Regions from separate parts of the Mus musculus genome. Here regions 2, 3, 4 and 5 are each linked to region 1. The links are chromatin contacts, called in public promoter capture Hi-C maps. All regions are on one chromosome and are shown on one strand. Each heading gives the region's core, a stretch centred on a gene start, on an enhancer-like site or on the middle of the called end of the contact. The rest is flanking DNA. Distances are from core to core; before and after follow the strand shown. Region 1 holds the start of Ctso (cathepsin O). Region 2 has its middle 100 kb from the start of Gm36569. Region 3 overlaps Gask1b (golgi associated kinase 1B). Region 4 holds the start of Gria2 (glutamate receptor, ionotropic, AMPA2 (alpha 2)). Region 5 has its middle 230 kb from the start of Gm36569.

Region 1 (2,700 bases), core at 117-2,616:
AGTATGGATGTCTGCTCCACACACATGTCACTATGACATCCCTATCATGATGATAGACTGTCCCTGAAAGTGTGAGCCAAAGTAGACCCTTTTTCACTTTCTTTAAGTTGCTTTTCTTGGCAACCTTGCTTTATTTCAGTAAGGAGAAAAAAAATTATACATTACATTGTTAGCTTTCAATACTCAAGATTAGAAAAAAAAAAACTAGTTGGCCAATAAACACCTTATCAACAACCTGTGACACTGACTACCTCACCCTATTGGAAATCAAGGACAGGTCTCAGTAACACACAGGCCAAGGACACTGAGAAATAGACTGGTAACAAGAAATGAGCTCAAAAGTAACAAAAAGGAGAACTAAAGCACAGCATTTTGATTTGAGTACAACACAAGGGTAGCTGAAGCCAAAGAAGGCCGGACTGAATGAATACTGGAACTTCTCAGGCCAAAGAGGACAAGGAGAACGGGGCAGAGCTATGGGGTTCTATGGAAATTTCAGAAAACATCAGTAAACACTAGTTAAATGGCCTAAGAGCAGCATTCCTGAATTCAGATAGACACTGAGTCGAACAGGTGAGTCCTCCTCTAATAAAATCGTGATGGCATTTTCTTTTTTCTTTTCTTTTTCTTTTTTTTTTTTTCAGATTTAAAAACCTTTCAGAGAGCATTAAGTATAGCAACTGAGGCCAACTGTGAATCTGCATTTCGGTCAGTTCCCCTGGTTACTGGGAAAATCTATCCGTGGTCAGCTAACTTGTCCATTTCAGAATTTTAAGGTTGGAGAGCAATTGAAGGATTATTATGAAAACTTTAAAAAAAGAAATCCGAATTTAAGGCAGTGAAATGTCTCCTGTTCTACATCAGTCTCCACCAAGTCAGAGAGAACTTGATGGTGGTAGACAGTTCCAGGACTGAGAAATCATTAACTTCCAGTTATAGGAGGAGAGAGCCAGTGCCCCCTGCAGGCGGCTTTCTATGCGACAGGTTTGGTGTGGGAAAGGCTTTAGGATTCAGGATACTTCTTCCCCTTAGCTTTGCTTTGGACATCTTTTGGTGCTTTGGGATATAGCACAGAAATCCTTGCCCTGGGGAATCAAACTTTTAGGAGGCAGTTCTACTGGGGAAATGCGCGCTTGGAGCTTGGGTCCCTCCCTAGGAGCCCCGGGGCAGTAGAGGGAGGGAGCTTGGTACCCGCAAGGCGGCGGCCTCCCGCTGGTGGCTCCAAGACCAGGTCCCGGCGACCCCGTGGCGGCCGAGACAGCAGCAACACAGTAGCAAGAGGTTCACCAACTGCGGCTTCATCCCGGTGCCCGAGGTCCACTGTGCCCGGCCCGCTTTCTCTTTCGGTTTCTTGGCTCCGCCCACTGCCTGTGTCCTGTGCACGCCCAGAAGCAGAAAGCTGCTGGGGTCCCAGCTGTTTTGTTTGTTTGGTGCTTCTTGGGATTATTATTGAGCTTTTGTGCTGTTATTGGGCATCTGGGATTTCCCTCTTACTTAATAAGAAAGAGAGCAAAACCTGACTTACACAACAGTATGAAGATACAAACTATTGTGTTTCCTGCTGTCTGAGATTCAGCCCTTCATTTTACTTCCTGCTGTTTAAATTGAATATGTGTTCACTGAGTGTGTGTAAATTGAACTCAGCAGGTTGTATGGGGACGTATAGTGTATGCGAATTTACACACTTCTCTCTATGGATGCGTATAAATACTTGACAAAATTGTTGCTGCACAGAACTGCACAATATCTTGTGGCCATTTCTCCACTTGTAGAAAGCTGCACCCGCTTCCGAAGTTTGTAATGAAATTTAGCTAAGTAATCCTAAACACTTCATTATATGCTGAGCACGTCCTGTGCTTTTCTTTGTTTCACTGTTAAGGTTGCTTTAATTTTTCTTATTATTTTATTATGTTGTTTTCTTCTTGCTTAGCTTACTTCATAATCCATCCACCTCACTTTCTATCCCCAGCTATAATTAACTGACGTAATTTTTAAAAATCTTGTTTCCTTTTACCATGGTGCCGGTATACAGAGTGTAAAAGGAAAAGGGGAACATGTTCAAACCAGTCAATATGTCTGCTCACTCACATCTCAGCTAAAGAGGTTTCCAGTACACTGCCTCAGAGCTCTCCTTTAAGGAGACTGAGTGATTTAAGATCTGAGACCAAATATCACAAATCGCTGGTTACCCTTGGGAGAAGACAGCCAGCTGCTTCTCAGAAGGGCCTATGTACACAAAATGCAAATTATTGTCTTAGAATGAGTCTTTACTCTGTGTTTCTTTTTTACCCCTTCTCTATTGTCCAAAAGCAGATCCTTTGTGGACAAACTGTAACCAGGTTCCCAGAAATCGGAATGTCCTGCATCTTTTGTTTCTTAGCTTCCAACCTGGCGTATATCTGAATAACCATAGTGTTTATTTTCTTGTTCCTTCACTCCCAGGCCTACCTACCCCGACTGCCCTACTTAAAACCCTAACCTTCTCCCCCTCTCCACCCTATTCTTCTAATACTGCCCCCATTGCCTCTGGTGTTCAGTCTGTAGCCTTTTGATCCATAGCACTTTTCTGTAATGCCAGCTTCGTGGGAGCGACAATTTCATTTCTTTAGTCTCTTATGCACCAACAACATATAGTGGGTATTCAATCAGTAAATGTTTGTTGATATAAACTTATTAAATTTAGTCCAAATAAACTTTCTT
Region 2 (2,700 bases), core at 141-2,640, 1.9 Mb after region 1:
TGCCATAAGAGCTTAACAAATACTTGTTAAACAAACATCACTGTATTATCAAATACAAAAGCCTGGATTCTCTTCTACTATTCTCATCTATATGATTTCTCTTATCATTTTCTCATTTGTAATAAGTTGGCAGTAATAGCTGCTGTCCATTAGGCTGAGTTAAATGTGTTAACACAGGCAAAGTTCTTAAGAAAGTGTCACATGTATTAATAGCAAGCCCTGGCCTTTAGTCACCCACTTCTCCCCAGCATGCCCAAAGATAGTGCCCACACTCTGGGCTACACCACTAGACTATAATTAGAGCAATGCTTCTCTGCCTTGGCTTTATATGGGAAACAATGGAAGGCCTTTTAAAATGCTCATGCCTAGGTCTGCTCCCATTCCTAATGTGTTTGATGACATTGATTAGGGGTTTCACCAGAGCAGAGAGCTTTACAAAGGCACCTGCTCTATCCCAAGGTACCTGAATAGAAGTTTACCTACCAGGCCAACTCTCAACCATCCTTCAGAGTCACTAATAAGCTTCAGAGTCAACTCTTTCCAGATTTACTATTTATTCCTTTTATGCTAGATGGAACCTAGAAAGGTAATATCTTTATAATCTCAAAGACATGAAGCCTGTGTTAAAGCCCCTGTGGTATATGTGCTGTTGAATCTGTCCCTGATGTTTCAGCATTATATTGCTGTGATATGATCATGCTGGTTAATTATGAATTCCAGACACACACTTTACAAGTGGTGACAGCAAATTTTCAAACCTTCTTAGCAGGAATTACTGCTTTGACTTAAGACCAAGGAATGCTGAATGCTGTCTGAATACCCATTTGTTTTACTGTGAGAATTCCTTCAGCATGATGTCGGGACTGACAAGATGAAAAATGGCTTTCTGATTCCTCTCCAGTCCTGGGCTTCTAGAAGCACTTAAATAGTTTGAAATGCCCCCTCTTTCCTGTAATTATACTAAGTCAGGGCTGAAAGGATTCCATCGGAGCTTGATCCTAGGGTTAAGATATCATACTTTATTTTCCTCTTCACAATGCACTAATGCTGTGAAAAATAAACATTACTAAGAAGTATTAAATGGGATTAACTGAAAATTTTGAATTTCTCATACTCCGTTATAAATTGTGTCCAAAAGTGAGGAAGAGAAGTAGATGTATGCTTCCTACAGGCCATTACACACCAGGGACACCAAAGGAACAGGGAATCCATGGATTGGGGGGGTCGGGGAGGTGCATTTCTAAGCACAGACCATATGAGGCCAGTTATTAAAGTTTTTTGTTCTTTTAATGCATTTTAAAATAATTCAAGAAATGTTCTGACAGACTCTGACTCATAATCAGGGGATCCGGCTAGAGGAACTTCTCAGCACGCAGAACTTTCCAAGGTATGCAGATGCCGTTGGAGCGCGTCAATGTATGCCGTCTGGAAACATCACGGGAAAGTCAGGTGGCAAACACATGTCAGCCCATTCAGAAAACACCAGCCTGGCCTCACCAGAAGCTTTACATCAAGAAGGAATGCAAGGTCATTAAGAAACAACAGATCCTCAATGAAATGCATAAACGATAGGGTAGGTCTACAAAAATAGCCTCTCTGAAACACTGTCTGCTTGCCCTTAATAGAGTGTTGCCTCTAAACTTCAGATGACATCCAACATCAGATTTTATTTTTAGCCCAGTTAAAACTGGATTTATTCACTCAACAAATATTCCTTGTCCCAAAAAGACTTTTTAGAGACTGTGTGTGTGAGTGCATGTATGTGTGTGTGTGAGTGTGTGCACTCATGTGCGCACCCACCAAACACACACAATAACCCTTAAATGGCAGAAGAAGGCATTTGTAATCCTGAAGATAGTTCCTGAGCCACCCAGTGTGTATGCTGGGAACCAAATTCAAGTTCTCTAGAAGAACAGCAAGCACTCTTTTTTTTTTATTATTTCCCTCATACAATATATCTTGATTATATTTTACCCTCCATCCACTTTCTCCCCACTTCCCCTGCCCCTCTGAATCCACTCCTTTTCTGTCTCTCATGAGAAAAGAACAGGACTTTAAGAAATAACAACCAAACATAACAAAATAAAATATAAGATAAAGCAAAAGCTTCTGTGTCAAAATAGGACACAGAAAACCAACAGGGTGAAATGAGTCCCAAGAGTAGGGAAAAGAATCGGAGACCCATTCATTATTGTAGTCAGGAGTCCCATAAAAATGGTAAGTTCATAGCTATAATATATATGCAGAGGACCTGGTGTAGACACATATAGGCCCTGTGCTTGCTGCTTCAGTCTCCGTGACCTCATATGCACCTTGTTTAGTTGATTCAGAGAGCTGTGATGTCTTGGTTTCCTCCATTCCCTCTGACTCTTACAACCTCTCCAACCCCTCAACTGTGTGATTCACTGAACACTGAAGGGAAGGATTTTGTGGACAGCTCCAATTCAGACTCTGTCTCTACATAACATCTGGCTGTGGATCTCTCCATCTGTCCCAGCTGCTGCCTGAGGAGGCCTGTCTGAGTGTGACTGGATAGGGTACTAAGTCTATAGCAAAATATCACTGGAACTAAGTCTATGAATATAGCAAAATATCACTAGGAATCATTTTATTGATTTTTTAAACCAGTCATGTTGGGGTTTACCCTATGTCTCCAGGCTATCTAGTCCCTGATTCATTGTTACCCAAGCAGTTTAGGTT
Region 3 (2,700 bases), core at 27-2,526, 2.0 Mb after region 1:
CCACTCTAGGTCCTACCAAATGTCTCCCAAATGATTTGGGTCATCTCTGAGTTTTGGGCCAATCTTGAGTACAACAGCTCTTCTTTGTCTCGCCTCCCGCAGCCCCTCCTTTGTAGTTTTCAAGATCCAGTCCCACAGGCTGTCTGCCAATAAGACTTCTGAGTACTCAAAAGCCCTCCTACCCAGTTTACAGGGCCAGCTGTCCTCTGGTGCCCTACCTTCCTACTATATTCATAACAGTCACTTGGGCTAATCATGAATCCAACATCCTGCCATGCCTATTAGTTCCATTGACATGCCAAATACTTTATTACAGACTTAGACATCTGTACTGTTCCTGCCATGTCCAATCCCCTGCTCTCATAAGAAAGCCTCTGCCATCTGATTATCCTACTCCTGACAGCCCTGCGCATGTCCAACCTCACCCACATGGTTTTCACAATGAAAGTTGAACCTGGCAGTGAAGGCAGACTGTGGAAAGAGCTGTGTAGGTGTTGTGGACTGCTCATAGATGTACTGTCTGCTCTTGGAATGCTATTTTTCTTCTTGGGAATCTCTATTCCCACACTTAGAGTTTCTTTGGAAATTAAATATATCTAACATAAGATGTGAGTCTTCACAAAACATTACTGTTTGTTAACAAACATGTGATCTTCCAAGATGTCACTGTATTAGAAAATGTACTCTTCATTTTGGATGTAACAGCTCCTTCCTGTAATCTGAGCCCTCTGAAAGCTGAAGCAGGAAGGGAACTGTAAGTTTGAGGTCAGCTTGAATGACAGTGTGTTTCAGAAAAGTCTGAGCTACACAGAGAATTTCAGAACACTCTAGAGAGTGAGATAGGCTTCCCACAATGAACACAAAACTTACTCTCGGATGCCTTCTAACAACTTAAAGTTTAAGTTATCTTCGCTTCTATCAAAGAAGCCCTTATTGTTTATGAAGACCAAATGCCTTGGGTCATTCTTTCTCTGGATAATGTGTGCTAACGTCACAGAAGTTTGGTCCTCACAGTTCGACCGCAGTCCATTCTGTATACAGGCATCTTCCTTTCGAGGTCGGAATCCGCAGCAATTTGTATCCAAGCGATTATAAATCTGAAAAAAATGGAAATGAGAACAAAATCCAAGATGCTGAGCAAAAGCTTGGGAAAGTCTGAACATTTCCAAAGAATTGGGAGCTTTCTGAACAGCTGACCTGCCAGAACCCATGCAGGCCAGGCTGCTTTAATGAAAAGCAGCTGCTAGAATAAGTCCGTAGTTCAAAGCCCTCTGACTCACACAGCGTCCTAAGCAGTTCCAGCTTCAGCTAACAGCAGATCGTCCAACTCAGGCGACCCCGCCCTTGATAGCCACAGTGCCCACAGAATCACATGCAAACATGTGGCCAGCAGAATCTCTGACTTCCTCAGGAAGGAGAAGACAGCATAGTATTTCTACAGACCCAGGGACTAGCTCTTGGTTTCTTTCTGGGATTGGGCCCTACAGATTCTTACTACTTTACTGGTTATAAAGTCTACTGTGCTGGACTGTAGTATTGCAGTAGCTAACCTGAAATAGAACTCTACAGAAGGTATGAGATCCAACAATGAAACATCACTAGATTCTGAATATGTGACAAAGTTATAAAGACTTTAGGGGTTTGTTATAGTGGGAAGAACTAGAAAAAAAAAGTTGCAAAGTTGACTAGAGTATTGCTTAATGTCACTTCTTTTGATCAAGAAAAAAGTTATATTGGATAATCAGAGTGAAGTAAACTTGAACTCAGGAATCTAGTCACCTAAACTCAAACCTCTGGTCTTACACCTGATAGCTACGCAACCTAGTATAGATTCCTTCATGTCACTGACTCTGTTCAGTCACCTGCATGCTATGACTTATTTATGTTGTGCAGTTAGTAGAAAGATTAATGAAATACTGTACACAGCCCTAACAGGCAGGGCTGTCCAAGATTATGATGCTGAAGCATGACATTGTTATTTGCAAACATGTTGGACCACAGTCACAGCTATCCTAAAATGTATGTGGCCCTGTGCCACAGGTTAGACACACTTAATAGGGCATACAGTCTTTACTTTAGATCTAAATGCTTCCCCCAAAGGCCCATAGAGCAGAAATTTAGTTCCCAGACTTACACTGTTGAAGTGGTAGAAACCTTGAAAGATGAGACTCAGTAGGTGGTCTTAAGTGATCCATTTAGGCCACAGAAAGGGATGAAGACCCTCATTGCTCTTCTTTGATTCTTAGCTTACTCTTCCCTGTACCACTGCCTTTCCAGAAGTCCAAACTCTATGAGGGCAGCCAGCTAGGGACTAAAGTCTGCAAAACGGTGAGCCAAGCTTAAACTGGCTAGAGGTCAGTTTTCATAGACACCATCATATGTTCATGTTCAACTAGATTAACACTCATGAAGAAATGAAACATTTTTTGACTATACTAGAATAAACATTTAGATTTTAACTCTTAAGGATGAACTTATTTTTTTTATTTCTTTTTGTTGTTGTTGTTTTTTTTTTTTTTTTTTGGTTTGTTGTTGTTGCTGCTGCTGCTTCAGGCAGTATTACTCTGTGTAGCCCTTGCTACCCTGAAACTTGCTCTGTAGACCAAGCTGGACTTAAACTCAGAGATCTACCTACTTCTGTCCCTCTTAAAGATTCCAATACCTATCTCCCAGCAGTGCCACGAGCCTTTAACACAGGAG
Region 4 (2,700 bases), core at 26-2,525, 1.1 Mb after region 1:
TCTCTGAAATGAGACCTCTTTCATTTCTCTGTTTAAAACAAAACACATACAATTTGGTAAAGAATTTCTGAGGCTGCAGAGAGACTTGCCACGCAGGTATATAGAGATGGCTTGGCATGAAGTGGAGTTTTGAACATAGATTTCACAGGCATATACAATCATCGCTATGCTTTACCAAGCCCCTTCTCACAAACTTTAATTTTTAATGTATTCGTTACAATCCAGATACCCAAGCAGGCTCGGTGTAATGAGGTAACCTACTTCCTTGAGGCAGTGATTATTTTTGAAACTTAAGGCCATAATGTAATGGGGTATCTGGTTTGTAACTAAGAGTGATACATCCATTCTAGACTACTACCCCCCCCCCCCCCCCCGCAGAAACCTACGGTTCTTTCAATCTCTATACAAAACGGACATCTAAGAGCCAAGTCTACATGACTCTACAGCAGGGGGGAGTCTGCACTGTAGTACAAGAGCAATCCACAGGCAATGTGGCTTGAACAATCGAACCACTATCCAAAGGGGCATACTCTAAAGATGGATTCCTACACGAAGTCTTTCAAAGGTTTGATCGAGTTACCCGGGTCTTGGCATCCTTTTATAGTTAAGGATAGAATTTTGGGTTTCCCTGAGATTATGCTTGCATTATAGGAAGCTAAAGTTCACGATTTTGGGAGTTGTCCCTTCAGGGAGTATTTTGTTTGCTTTTTATCTGGGTCAGCTGAGGCAGAAGGCAGTGTGTGGATACTGCTAAGTGGATTTTGAGACAATCAAATCATATTCGTTGTGCTCAATGTAAAACAGGGCCCTACGGAAGAAAGCTTCGCCGCCAACAGCAATTAGCAGTTCGGCTTCCTAGGCATAGCAACCGGAAATCAGTTTTGCAGCATTTGGATCTGGCTGGAACATCTCTGCAGCTACAGTAAACCCTGCAACCTCAGCCCATAGCAGGGACCAAAGCGCTGTCCGCGGTGCTAAAATCGAATGCGCAAGACTGGAGGTCTCTAAGAGGCACCAGGCTGCCCGGCTCTGAGCCGCGCTTTCTCGGCACCGCGCAGAAGCTGCCAGGGCTGTGCGGGGTGCGGGGCGCTGTGCGGGGGAGGGGTGGGTGCGCGAGCTCGCCGCCTGCCTCGAGTCGCGCACGCGCGCCCGGGACTGCCTGCCCCTCTCTGTGACTTTCCTGTGTGTGTGCGTGTGTGTGTGTGTATGTGTGTGTATGTGTGTGCGCGCGCGTGTGAGAGAGGAGAGAGGGAGAAGAGAGCTCGAGAGAGGGTGATTGTGTGAGTGCACGGGAGGGTGCTGATATTCCCAGACACCGGGACCACAGCAGCAGCTCAGCTAAAAACTGCATTCAGCCAGTCCTCGGACTTCAGGAGCAGGGACAGGACGCAGGCATCAACAGCCACCAGCTAAACCTGGGAGATAAGGATTCTTCTGCCTTCACTTCGTGGTTTTAGCAGCTCCTTGCTAAATTTCGACCTCAAAATGCAGAGGATCTAATTTGCTGAGGAAAACGGTCAAAGAAGGAAAAGGAGGAAAGGGAAACGAGGGGATATTTTGTGGATGCTCTACTTTTCTTGGAAATGCAAAAGATTATGCATATTTCTGTCCTCCTTTCTCCTGTTTTATGGGGACTGATTTTTGGTGTCTCTTCTAACAGCATACAGATAGGTAGGTACCTTTTGTGTTATGCCTTTGAATTGTGCATAATTTGGTGGTAATCTTTGTTCACAGTGTGCAAATTAATTCATGTCATGTAGACTTATGTCATACCTTGACTGCATTCCAGATTGAAACTACCTAGAATATACATGATTTTCTTAGGCTGAAGCAAAAAGAAATGACTATGCCTTTTGACACAATAGAGGGGAAAGGATCTGTTCATTTCTGACCGGGTACTGCGTTACTTCTGCCTTGAAGGCATCTCCTAGTGTGCTCAGATTTTCAGGGAAATGATCGCAAAGCTCAAGATTAAAAGGGAGAATCTTTTTGGTCTTTAGACTCTCCCCCTTGCCTTGGATCCGTTGAGCACCTTTTGGATCCTTGCTGCCCAACTCACTGATTACGTTTATTATAGCGGGTAGTGTGAATAAGAGACTCTGGGGCTGTTGGGTGCTAGCATCCCACTCTTATCTCTCCAGGGCTCTGACATCGTTCTCTTGCTTGCTGTTTATTTTTGCAGGGGGGCTATTTCCAAGGGGCGCTGATCAAGAATACAGTGCATTTCGGGTAGGGATGGTTCAGTTTTCCACTTCGGAGTTCAGACTGACACCCCATATCGACAATTTGGAGGTAGCCAACAGTTTCGCAGTCACCAATGCTTGTAAGTAATGAATATTCATATCTTTCCAGTGCTGCACAGGGACACAGGGAAAGCAAGCCTGTGAATGCCAGTGAAGGATGGTGTGCCTGTGTGTGTGTGTGTGTGTGTGTGTGTGTGTGTGTGTGTGTGTGTGTGTGTGTGTTGCTGGCTTGTCATGTGTGGGTGGGAGTGACTGAACACGCGCGTGCGTGTGAAGGTACAGCGAGAAGGTGGCTGTAATCTTTGGGACCCCCACTGACCGGCGGGCAGTGAAGTGGGGACAAAAGGCACTGAACAGTATGCGCAGTATGTGCACCCTAGAATCTGGGGTAGGGGTTGGACTTGGACTGTTCTTTCGAATTCAGGGGGTTCTTGCTTGATTCTGGCGCCTCTAAAGA
Region 5 (2,768 bases), core at 32-2,531, 1.8 Mb after region 1:
TATATAGAAATCTATAGGAACTGCTCTGTAATGTTACACCTGCAAGAAAGTTGCATTGTATTAGGAAAAGTGGGAGAGGTTAATTTTAACATTTTGTCTAAATTAATACTTCTAGATAGATTGTTATCACTTTAATAAAAGTTATTGGTGAGACATTTGGCATCCTATAATTCATCAAAATATCAAAAAGGTGTGATATTCATTTTACAATTATAGCACCTCTCAATTTGAGTGCTAAATTTTAACTGAAACCTCATTCTCCGTTCTTAATTTAATTTTCATAGTTAAAATCTTGATAGAGATTGTCAGCACATTCCAAATGTATATAAAAGTAACAAATTATTTTCATGTTTTTCCTATACTTCTGATGGTCCTAATAGTTTTGACTTCTCCAAATATCTAAATGGAGTACAAAGAAGTCGTCTCCCCCTTAGAATTAGCCTCTGAATGAACAAAATTGGGTCATATCATTTACAATAATCTGTTTCACCAAACTTAAACCACTTCAAATTATATATATATATATATATATATATATATATATATATATATATATAATGTGCAATATAAAATACATATGTTATAGTGTATGTATATAGTCAAGTCTTTTCAAGTGACTTATATAATCAAGAGTTAGCTCAGTATTATTAACATATAACTCAAAGGAGACTTGCATGACTTGAAAAGCAATCAGTCCCTAAAATACTATTAGGAAAAGGTTTCCTTCAAGGATTTCCAGTAGCTCTTGTAAAATTCCATAATGCTATCCCTCCCAGTGCAACCACTCTGCATGCTGATCCATCCTTAGAATGTGTGTAGCATGGTTACTATCGAATTATACTGCAGAAAGGTTTCTCTCTTAACTGGAATTTCATACTTGCTCAGTAAGCTTAAAAAATTATTTTTATTCCTTTGATGTTTAAATCATTTATATGTATGCGGTGTATGTTGGTAAAACTAATTAATTAATTAATTAAGCTCATGCTCATTTTGCCTTTGATTATTAGTCAAAAACATTAGTCAAACATTCCATTCGTTTAGGAAAAGCATGGATTAGATTAATAATATAGTAGCCCTCTATAAAAAGTTTCTATGTTTTTAACCAATAATAGTTAAGAACAATGTAAGACTGTGATGTTTATTGTCTTCTATTTCTTTAACCATTCAATATTCAGCGACTATTTTAACAGTTCTAAACGGTATGCAGGAATGTGTGCTGTGTGAGAACAGATGTGTGTAGATTTGAGTGCACATATGCGTATTTGTAGAGGACATAGGTCAATGGCAGATGTCTTCTTCAATTACCTGCCACTCTATTCTTTTAGCACATAGCAACTCACGGAATCTGGAGTTCTGCACTTGTCTAAACTGGCTGGACAGGAAGCCCTAGGACCCTCCTGTCTGCTCTTTGCATCACTAGCGTTACAGCATGCCCCTCCAAGCCCAGCTTCTTACATGAATACTGGGGATCTCAATCAGGTTCTAATGCTTGCACAAGAAACATTTTACCAACTGAATATCTCCTTAGCCTTTGAAGTTCATGTTTGATCCATGAATGAGATATTAAAATATTTCGCCCAAACTTAATACTTTAGGTCACAAATTAGTAACATGGATGTTTTTCGAGATAAGATGTGTCCTGGGCATGTATTGTCTCATACCTCAAATCAGATAGCCAATTGTAAGTGTATGAAAAATATGAAGAGATGATTCAGCTGTCAAGAACTCATGTCCTTGCAGAAGATTCAGGTTCAGCTCCAAGAAGCCATGCAGTAACTATTGTCTGTAACTCCAGATCTAGAGGACTCTCTTCTGGCCTCTTCAGGCACCACACGCATGTGGTGCATAAACATAAACACCAGCATAACACCCACAACACATAAAATAAATATATGCTCATGTATAGAATACCTGAGTCTTGAAATAAATGGGTACTTGCTGCCACATTCCTGCTCTAAATACAAGTTTTTCGAGAATTAAAAAATTTAGTTTATAAAAATACTTTTACCTTTTCTATATAGTTTTCCAACAGATTCGCCTCTCTGAATAAAAGATAGTTTGTATTCAAGTACATGGGCCATTTTAAAGCAAACCAGAGTTAAGCTCAGGCAAAAAAAAAAAAAATAGGATCTCACTATAAAGTTCTGGTTGGCCTAGAGGTTACTGTGTAGACCAGACTGACTTCACACTTGCAGAGGTTTTTCTGCCTCTCATTCCCAGGTGCCAAGATCACAAACATGAGCCACTACGCTCAAACACACTAATATTTTAAAAAATATTTTGTAAAACACTAGTGATGATTCCTACTAGCTCATCTCAGTGATTCTGACTTTTGAAAAAATATATTAGCAAAGTCACTGTGTATTTGTAAAAATACATTGTCCACTTAATTCTTTTGAACTATTGTTTTGACACAGCAAAGATCTTTTCAATTTGCTCTACCACAATAGCTTGCAAATGTTACTCACTATCAAATAATGTAACATGGCCTCTTCCCGCTCTTTCTTTCCTTTCTTTATTGCTTGAAAGCCATAGCACTAACTTCTTTCTTGGATTCTGTGTTTTCAGTTTCAATTTAAAATTGGGTTCACACCTACTGTTTTCAACCAGAAAACTTTTAAAGTTATAAAACCTAAATAGTTATTCCAAATTAATTACTAATTCTGGTCCATATGTCCCAATATCCAAGTGAGCACATGACTTTGTAGCAGTAGTAGAAAAATAATCATTTGAACTGACACAGATTGAAGCTAAATACTAGAGACGTG

Evidence for each region. Promoter capture Hi-C pulls out the DNA fragments that hold promoters and counts their contacts.
Region 2: a promoter capture Hi-C map of second pharyngeal arch cranial neural crest shows a contact between it and region 1. The contact joins the enhancer-like site here to the promoter of Ctso in region 1. A contact is called at or near these places in 8 of 39 promoter capture datasets (the 3T3-L1 cell line, cranial neural crest, embryonic stem cells and 4 more), 1 of 115 datasets of contacts at active chromatin or transcription factors (astrocytes) and 2 of 9 other capture datasets (embryonic tail and embryonic trunk).
Region 3: a contact with region 1 is called in a promoter capture Hi-C map of second pharyngeal arch cranial neural crest. The contact joins the enhancer-like site here to the promoter of Ctso in region 1. A contact is called at or near these places in 8 of 39 promoter capture datasets (cranial neural crest, frontonasal cranial neural crest, hippocampal neurons and 5 more) and 1 of 115 datasets of contacts at active chromatin or transcription factors (astrocytes).
Region 4: a promoter capture Hi-C map of neural stem cells shows a contact between it and region 1. The contact joins the promoter of Gria2 here to the promoter of Ctso in region 1. A contact is called at or near these places in 22 of 39 promoter capture datasets (the 3T3-L1 cell line, 3T3-L1-derived adipocytes, the C10 cell line and 15 more), 2 of 15 datasets of contacts at CTCF or cohesin (large pre-B cells and pro-B cells), 45 of 484 Hi-C or Micro-C datasets (the 3T3-L1 cell line, 3T3-L1-derived adipocytes, B cells and 28 more), 15 of 115 datasets of contacts at active chromatin or transcription factors (SST interneurons, VIP interneurons, astrocytes and 11 more) and 2 of 9 other capture datasets (adipose tissue and embryonic stem cells).
Region 5: a contact with region 1 is called in a promoter capture Hi-C map of second pharyngeal arch cranial neural crest. The contact joins the enhancer-like site here to the promoter of Ctso in region 1. A contact is called at or near these places in 10 of 39 promoter capture datasets (the 3T3-L1 cell line, 3T3-L1-derived adipocytes, cranial neural crest and 6 more) and 1 of 9 other capture datasets (liver).

Annotation. Positions count from the first base shown.
Region 1 is chr3:81,931,267-81,933,966 of GRCm38.p6, reverse strand. Ctso (cathepsin O) reads right to left here and starts at 1,366. Exons shown (of 8, transcript NM_177662.3): 1 at 1,192-1,366. The coding sequence starts at 1,302.
Region 2 is chr3:79,988,246-79,990,945 of GRCm38.p6, reverse strand. No RefSeq gene overlaps it. Among named protein-coding and RNA genes, the nearest start is that of Gm36569, 100 kb to the right of the region's middle. RefSeq lists an enhancer at 1-1,621. Within about 2 kb of position 1,390, at least 52 of the 459 cell types and tissues checked have an H3K27ac peak or open chromatin away from gene starts, as enhancers often do. A contact at or near this core is called in astrocytes and second pharyngeal arch cranial neural crest, where this site is marked.
Region 3 is chr3:79,934,992-79,937,691 of GRCm38.p6, reverse strand. Gask1b (golgi associated kinase 1B) reads right to left here. Exons shown (of 4, transcript NM_133187.3): 3 at 871-1,097. Among named protein-coding and RNA genes, the nearest start is that of Gm36569, 50 kb to the right of the region's middle. Within about 2 kb of position 1,276, at least 112 of the 459 cell types and tissues checked have an H3K27ac peak or open chromatin away from gene starts, as enhancers often do. A contact at or near this core is called in second pharyngeal arch cranial neural crest, where this site is marked.
Region 4 is chr3:80,801,268-80,803,967 of GRCm38.p6, reverse strand. It overlaps Gria2 (glutamate receptor, ionotropic, AMPA2 (alpha 2)), which reads left to right and starts at 1,275. Exons shown (of 16, transcript NM_013540.4): 1 at 1,275-1,671; 2 at 2,183-2,323. The coding sequence starts at 1,584.
Region 5 is chr3:80,114,489-80,117,256 of GRCm38.p6, reverse strand. No RefSeq gene overlaps it. Among named protein-coding and RNA genes, the nearest start is that of Gm36569, 230 kb to the right of the region's middle. Within about 2 kb of position 1,281, at least 1 of the 459 cell types and tissues checked has an H3K27ac peak or open chromatin away from gene starts, as enhancers often do. A contact at or near this core is called in second pharyngeal arch cranial neural crest, where this site is marked.